2 separate regions of the Gossypium hirsutum genome follow, and region 1 is linked to region 2. A link is a contact called in public Hi-C data. All regions are on one chromosome and are shown on one strand. Each heading gives the region's core, a stretch centred on a gene start, on an enhancer-like site or on the middle of the called end of the contact. The rest is flanking DNA. Distances are from core to core; before and after follow the strand shown. Region 1 overlaps LOC107945111 (protein RETICULATA-RELATED 1, chloroplastic). Region 2 holds the start of LOC107945105 (cytochrome b-c1 complex subunit 6-1, mitochondrial).

Evidence for each region. A called contact is a pair of places that touch in the nucleus more often than the background predicts.
Region 1: a Hi-C map of leaf shows a contact between it and region 2, with 2.3 times the contacts expected there. The contact joins the enhancer-like site here to the promoter of LOC107945105 in region 2. A contact is called at or near these places in 2 of 34 Hi-C or Micro-C datasets (hypocotyl and leaf).

Annotation. Positions count from the first base shown.
Region 1 is chrD12:5,957,000-5,960,152 of Gossypium_hirsutum_v2.1, forward strand. LOC107945111 (protein RETICULATA-RELATED 1, chloroplastic) reads right to left here. Exons shown (of 8, transcript XM_016878966.2): 7 at 2,864-3,028; 8 at 1,793-2,473. The coding sequence ends at 2,185. Among protein-coding and RNA genes, the nearest start is that of LOC107945111, 4.5 kb to the right of the region's middle. Within about 2 kb of position 1,647, at least 4 of the 9 cell types and tissues checked have an H3K27ac peak or open chromatin away from gene starts, as enhancers often do. A contact at or near this core is called in leaf, where this site is marked.
Region 2 is chrD12:5,782,934-5,786,396 of Gossypium_hirsutum_v2.1, forward strand. LOC107945105 (cytochrome b-c1 complex subunit 6-1, mitochondrial) reads right to left here and starts at 1,478. Exons shown (of 5, transcript XM_016878958.2): 1 at 1,365-1,478; 2 at 1,015-1,061; 3 at 211-295. The coding sequence starts at 1,016.

The DNA of each region.
Region 1 (3,153 bases), core at 397-2,896, 170 kb after region 2:
CCATATAGAGGAATTTATGAGTCGAGTAGCGATTTGGTTCCAAAAACATTTTCAAGCCTAAACCTATTTATTCATTAGTTAATTAAACAGTCCCATTATCCAATCTAATTCAAGACTCCTCTAGTAGCCACTCCATTAGTAAGGGGCTCTCATATCAAGATTTATTGATTTCCTTCCACTACTTTAGTTTTTTCTTGAATCCTAAACACTAGGAGGCGTTAGGATTGAGTTTTTTTTTTTTTGACCAAACGACACCCGGATTTGAATTGGAGAATAAGGGATTTGCAATCCCCACCTTACCGCTCGGCCATGTAGCCAAAAGGCTACAAACAAAAAAAAATGAGAGTATCACCCTTTTATTTTTCATTTTCGTTCAAAAAGCTCATTTTATTTTTCAAAATTAATAAAATGTTAAAAATTGTATATTAATGTTTTATATATTTTGTGATCAAATTTAAATTTAAGATATTTTTTATTATTTAAATTGAATTCAAGTCGGACCAAAATAACTTGAGAAATAAAAAATTTTGTCCAAGCCCGACCCATGAACCGCTTTTATTACATATTAAATTAGTAAAGTTAATTAAAATTTGTAAATAAAAAAGGTGAAAAAATGGATATGTATGACAAGACAAAAAGGAAAGGACAAAAATATTTAATGGACATAATTGGTAGGGAACAACCAACTGGTGTTGGGAGATTTCACTGGAGTTAAATGCTCCAATCAACAAATATAAGCATAAAGAGATTAACTGAGATAACTGTACCGCAACCCCATCACTTTGCTTACCATATCCTCCTCCTTTCAACTGTTTGCATGCATGGTACACGTGGTTAAGTCACTTGTCGAGATAAAGACACAAGCCAGCTGGTACAAATGTTGAAGCCTTTCAGATTCATTTATAGTCGCAAAGCACTCAATTCGTGCGGAACTGCATCTAGTCAACTTGTCTTGTATGGGGAAAACAAGAACCAAATGCCTGCATTTCAACAACTTGGGCCTTTTAGGGTATTTCTCAACGAGGCTTGACGTGGAGTTTGGAAGTCTTATGCACCAGCTCATTAACACGTTTCTCCTCCAATGTACAATTCCAAATTATTAAAAACCAGATGAAAACATAGTGAAGCTACTCTCTGGTTGTTTAGAATCATGAGAGCTTTATCAATTTTTGTTGGCATAGCCCTTGTCATGGAAGTCAACAAAACAGAGGGATTGAAAACAGCATCCAAAAACCAACCCCACATTCCCCCAGCAACTAGCAAAGGCATCAAAACAGAGACTAGAAAGCTGGACACCAATCTCTTCTTCCACTTGGGACGAATCCCCGTCGCATATAGCAGATAAAGTAAAAGTACATTACTACATGTACGGTTGCATTGATGACAAGTGCTGTGCTACAGGGAACAATACTGGCAAATGCATAAGCAAAGGTAGCGCAACTAAAGTTCCATGGTAGTAAACGCGGAGAAACGTCACCCTTTGCTTTGATTTTGCTTAAGATATGCAAAAGGGTAGCTATGCATTTCAAAAATCCTGGTTGGCCAAGAAAAAAAGGGGAAGCAAATGATTTGGTGCACGGGAGATAATGGAGACGGTGAAGACAATGCCCTTGTTGAGGGAGTGGAGGGCCGTGACAGTGAGTAGAGGTTCAAGCTTCAAACTTTGAGGCTATGGGCCTCGGTTCAAGCTTCAACCGTCAATGCTCTTTATAAAGGAGAAAGTAGAAAATGTTGTCATGGGCGACCAATGGTTCATAGAAACACATCCTAAACGACAATGAATTATAGGAAATGCAGTGTAATCGACTCTAACTTCATTTGAAAAGAAAAAATATGACAATCATATTTAGAAACTTACTGAACACTTAACTGCACATCACTCTATCGTAGGTCATCTAAGACCAAGCATCTGCCAGAAACATCCCTGCCAATTATTTGCGGTGCAAATGAAATCGAACCGACTCAACTTGGAGTATAGCACTTCATTGGTATAACAAATATTTAACATCAAATGAAATTGAGTAGCAGCAGTCAAGAACTCTTCAGTTACTGTGCTGGTGCCATTTGGATTTGTTTAGCCAGCGATCAGCACCAGACAAAAATCTTAGCAAGAGGTTCTCTTTCGTATTGTATTCTCTCAGTCAAGCAGCAAAATTGGACAGCAATCGAATTTATGTCAATTAACTACGCAGAGCTTGCAGTTACCTTCTTCCTCACAATCCTCTTTCTCCGGGCCTTTGGAGCTCTCGTTTCTTCATTGGCAGCAGATTCAGCATTTCCTTGTCTGATGCCAAGAAGTCCAAGACCAGAAACAATGGCAGTCTTTGATATAAACCATTTAGAGGAGGATCTGGTCCCATCCTCAGAAGGTCTGTTATAAGCCTTCAAGAGGTCATCTGACTGAACCAGTGGATCCACCTCAACACCTAGCCAAGCCAACCTTGATCTCTCTCCTAATTGAACATTCAGAACCCTGCAAAAACCCAGTCAAGCAAGATAAGCACAAACTCCATAGAAGCAAACTAACCAACAATGAAGAGTTCTAAGTGCAAAACAACAGTGCAGTCATAAAATGATAAAATGCTAGTGCTTGCTGTTCTGTCTAACTAGACCCTAAGAAAGTAACCATGATGATCAAAAAGCAATGGGAAAGGTAAGTAGAAAATCTAAGAAAATAGGGATGATTACTGCTTAGGACTACAGTTTAGCAGCACATCTAGAGAAAAGGTATCGAGAAGAATAAAGGAATGCCCAAGCAACACAATCATACGTACTTAACACAACATAAACAAGAGAAATGAAGGGCATGTGGTGCCGGTAGTTCAAAAGGGGCTGGGGGGAAGCAAGAGAGGTCAAGACCTACCTTAAAGCAGTGCTGAAGAACAATGCTACACCAATGACATCAAAATGGTTGACCATTGCTTGATCAAACCCACACAAAAGCTGATATCTAAGGTTTGCATAGAGTCCAAGGAAAGCACCATAACCCAGCGCATTGGTACTCATGGACGGAATTGTCACAGACAACCTGACAATATTATCAAAAAATCAACCATTAATATATAACAACCTTGCAAGCAACAAGAATTTTTTTTTTCCTTTTCCAAATAAATGGAACAACAATATAATTGAGACACCATTAGCTCTACTTAC
Region 2 (3,463 bases), core at 228-2,727:
GCAGAAATGAAGCTCTGGGTTGAAGTAGGAAATGGGATGAATTTGATGAAAAGTTTGCTAGCATTATGAAATTCCAATATTTAAAGAATAAAACAACACGCATGAATTAATACTTGTAACAGCAATTATCAAACTCATATATTTGAAAGAATGGTGAAAAAGATTCAAAAAACCTAGCTCAGTTTGCAAAACAAATCATTTATAACAAACCTCGTAAGCACGAAGTTGTTTCACACATTTAGGCTTGCAACCCTCTTCAAGATACTTCTTTTGATCAACAGGTTCCTCATCCGCCCTAACATTTTTAAACCATAATAGCTTAGATATTGACACAGTATTGAAAGGCATTCATAACTTTGAGGAAAAATAACATCACTGTTTCTTAAAGATAAAAATGTAATCAGGAAGCAACTATGGACCATAACCAAAGTTAGACCATAAAAATAACAATAAGGAACTAAATATTTCGGAATATACTTAATTTACGTTAACATCTACTGATATTAGATGATAAAAAAAAACTTAATTTTGATATTTTAAGCTTTGATCATTGTTAATTATTTCTTTTCCTGTGGTTTTCAGGAGAACAGCCTATCCTATGCGTTCCCACTACCTATCCAATTGATTGAATTAGAGGAAAAAAAATGCTAATTTAATTCCAATTTGAGATCATACGAGATCATTTCATCTGAATATCCAAAAATACGATGATTGTTCAATCTGTTGCAGTGTCCATGTTGCCCCTTACAGACAACCCCCACAACCCAACAACATACTTTAATCACAAACTTATATAACAGATGCACCACACAGGCTTTATTCACAGTAGTATGATTATTTCCTATACCCAAGAATGATTACAGATCAAGAAACAAATAGAAAAACTATTTAACAACAGAATGCAAAACAAACTAAATTAATTGAGATAAAATATATCATCAAACTCACTCCACTTGCAAGCATATTATGAAACAGATAGAAACATATGTATAAGGAAAAAAAATAGAAGCTTACATTGCAAATGAAATGAAAACGCAACAGTCAAGAGCTTTGGAGGTCACCTGGTAAATGAATTACAAAGTCAACAAAATAAAGCAGAGCGAGCAATCAAGTAATTTTGCAAAACCCTAAATGGATAATGAAATATTAAAATTAAAACACACAGAGACAAATACACACCAGATATGAGATTTCTCATTAGAGAACCCAACAATAAATCTATTAAACCCAAACCCTAGATTTACAGATCAAGAAAAATTCCTGATCGCCTATAAAAATATTTTAAAAAAAACCCATCCGTAAGAGATCAATTAAGATAAAAGTCTAACACGAGTCGACGGAAAAGAAAATGTGGGAGTGAATACCTCAGGGATAGGAGCAGAAAATACTAAGCTACGGCTACCCTCTTTCCCTGCGGAAACTGCGAGTATAAAACAAACGTGACCTTAATTCAGACTTTAAAGTGCTCCCGTAATACGCACCGTCTGCATTTGTTCAGTTTGGGCCTTTTCAAGCACATTGGGTCCTGAATTTAGTCTGAGTATTATTGGGCTCAATTTTTTAACAATGGGAGAGGTAGGAGGATTTCAACCAATTGGAGATAGGCTAAGCCACCGGAGGAAGTGCTTCAGTTTCTACACGATGATTAAGTTGAAGATTCGCCTTGTTTATTTTATTTTATTTTTGTTTTATTACTTCTTTTGTACCAAAAAAAAAAGCTAACTAACTAGTTAGTTCGTCCCGATTAAATTACAATACGTTTAATTCACTAGAATGAAATAAGACTGTAATTGAATAATCATTCTGTATAAATAAAATAAGACTGTAATGGAATTGAATAGGTATAACAATAGTTTGGTTGGATGGAATGGGATGAGTATTGTATTAGTATTCATGCATTTGGTTGAGAGGAATATAAATGTAAGGGTAAACTATACCCATAGTGATTTTTATTTATCTCAGGTTACATTTTAGTCACTTATGTTTGAAATGTTAAGTTTTAGTCAATTATGTTATCGTGTTGTAACATTTTAGTCATTTAAGTAGTTGATTGTCGTTAACGGTGTAACTGTAAACTGATGTGACATGTTAAATCATAATTTCAAACAAAAATTTGAGGTTATAATCGGTGTCTATATTTTTCATTTTAAGTAATTTACTTTTTTATTTTATGTTCTTTAAACTTTTCTCTTTTTTTTCTTCTTTTTTTTTCTATTCTCTTCTGTTTCTCCATCTATTTTTCTACCTTCTCCATTTCTTTTAACATATCATGAAGTCGAATTGACAGTGAAAAAAGAAGCAAGAAGTCGAAAGTCATCGTTGCCTATAACCAATACCCATAAACCCATACCATGCTTCTTTATAATAGTTTATTATTATTAAATATAAGTTATATTTCAAAATATACCTTCCAAAAATTTAGAGAATTTGTTTATTATTAGATGGATTGATTTATAATTTAATTGAAGTTTGTTGAGATTGTGCTTAAAAAGGTGACCGCGACTCCGGAGACAGCAACATGAGGTTTTGTAATGTTTGTTGGATAGGGTTGAAAGTTGTTGCTGACAGCTCAAGAGTGATGTGTCCTGGTTAAGAAATCTTATTCATGTCGTATCGATAGTTGAGTTTAGTTAAAATGAGTAGCATAATAATTATGTTTCATTTATGAATTAAATCTTTGAAAAATGGAATCGCAGTATGAATTAATTTGTAATGCGATGGAAATGATTAATCGAGGGAGCACTAAAATTGAAATTTTCCTAAGGACTTTGTGGCGATTGATCCATGATTAGATTATGTTAGTGATGAGAATGTATAATGGCCATGGATTTCGTCCAAATTATGCCAGCACTAGGATGCTCCAATTTTTACTAATAAATCTATAATATATATATAACTGAAATAATTATAGTATTTAATTAGACTTTATAGTTAGAAAAGTTTAAATAAAATAGAAGTTGCGGTAATAACACATTTAAAAATAATTTTAACTTAATAGAAATTGTGATAATTACACATTTAAAAATAATTACAATTACAACTACAACTATTAGTTAAAAAATTGTACTAATTTTGTCACGTCCTAAAAATCGAGTAAGTGGACCGGATACCGAAATTAGATTCGTATTAATAATTAGGTAAAAATATTAAAATAATAAACAAGATTAAAATTCAGGTAGAGAAATTAAAATTAAGCGTTTGCTTGTTAATTAATTTAAAACAGATTTTAAATATGAAGCTGGTTTTGAAAAATAATTAATGAAATGAGTTTTTAATTACATTTAGACTGGTTTGGAAAAGGGTGGAAATCCAAAGTGGTTAAAAGGGTAATTGCTCAATTTTTAAAAAATGGTTGGCTAGTTAAACACCCCACCGTCACTTTCCCTCCATCTCTTCCATTTGAAAACTCTCTAAAAATCTCAATCTAAGTTTTCCTCTCAAATTAACAACTCAGACTCTCTAA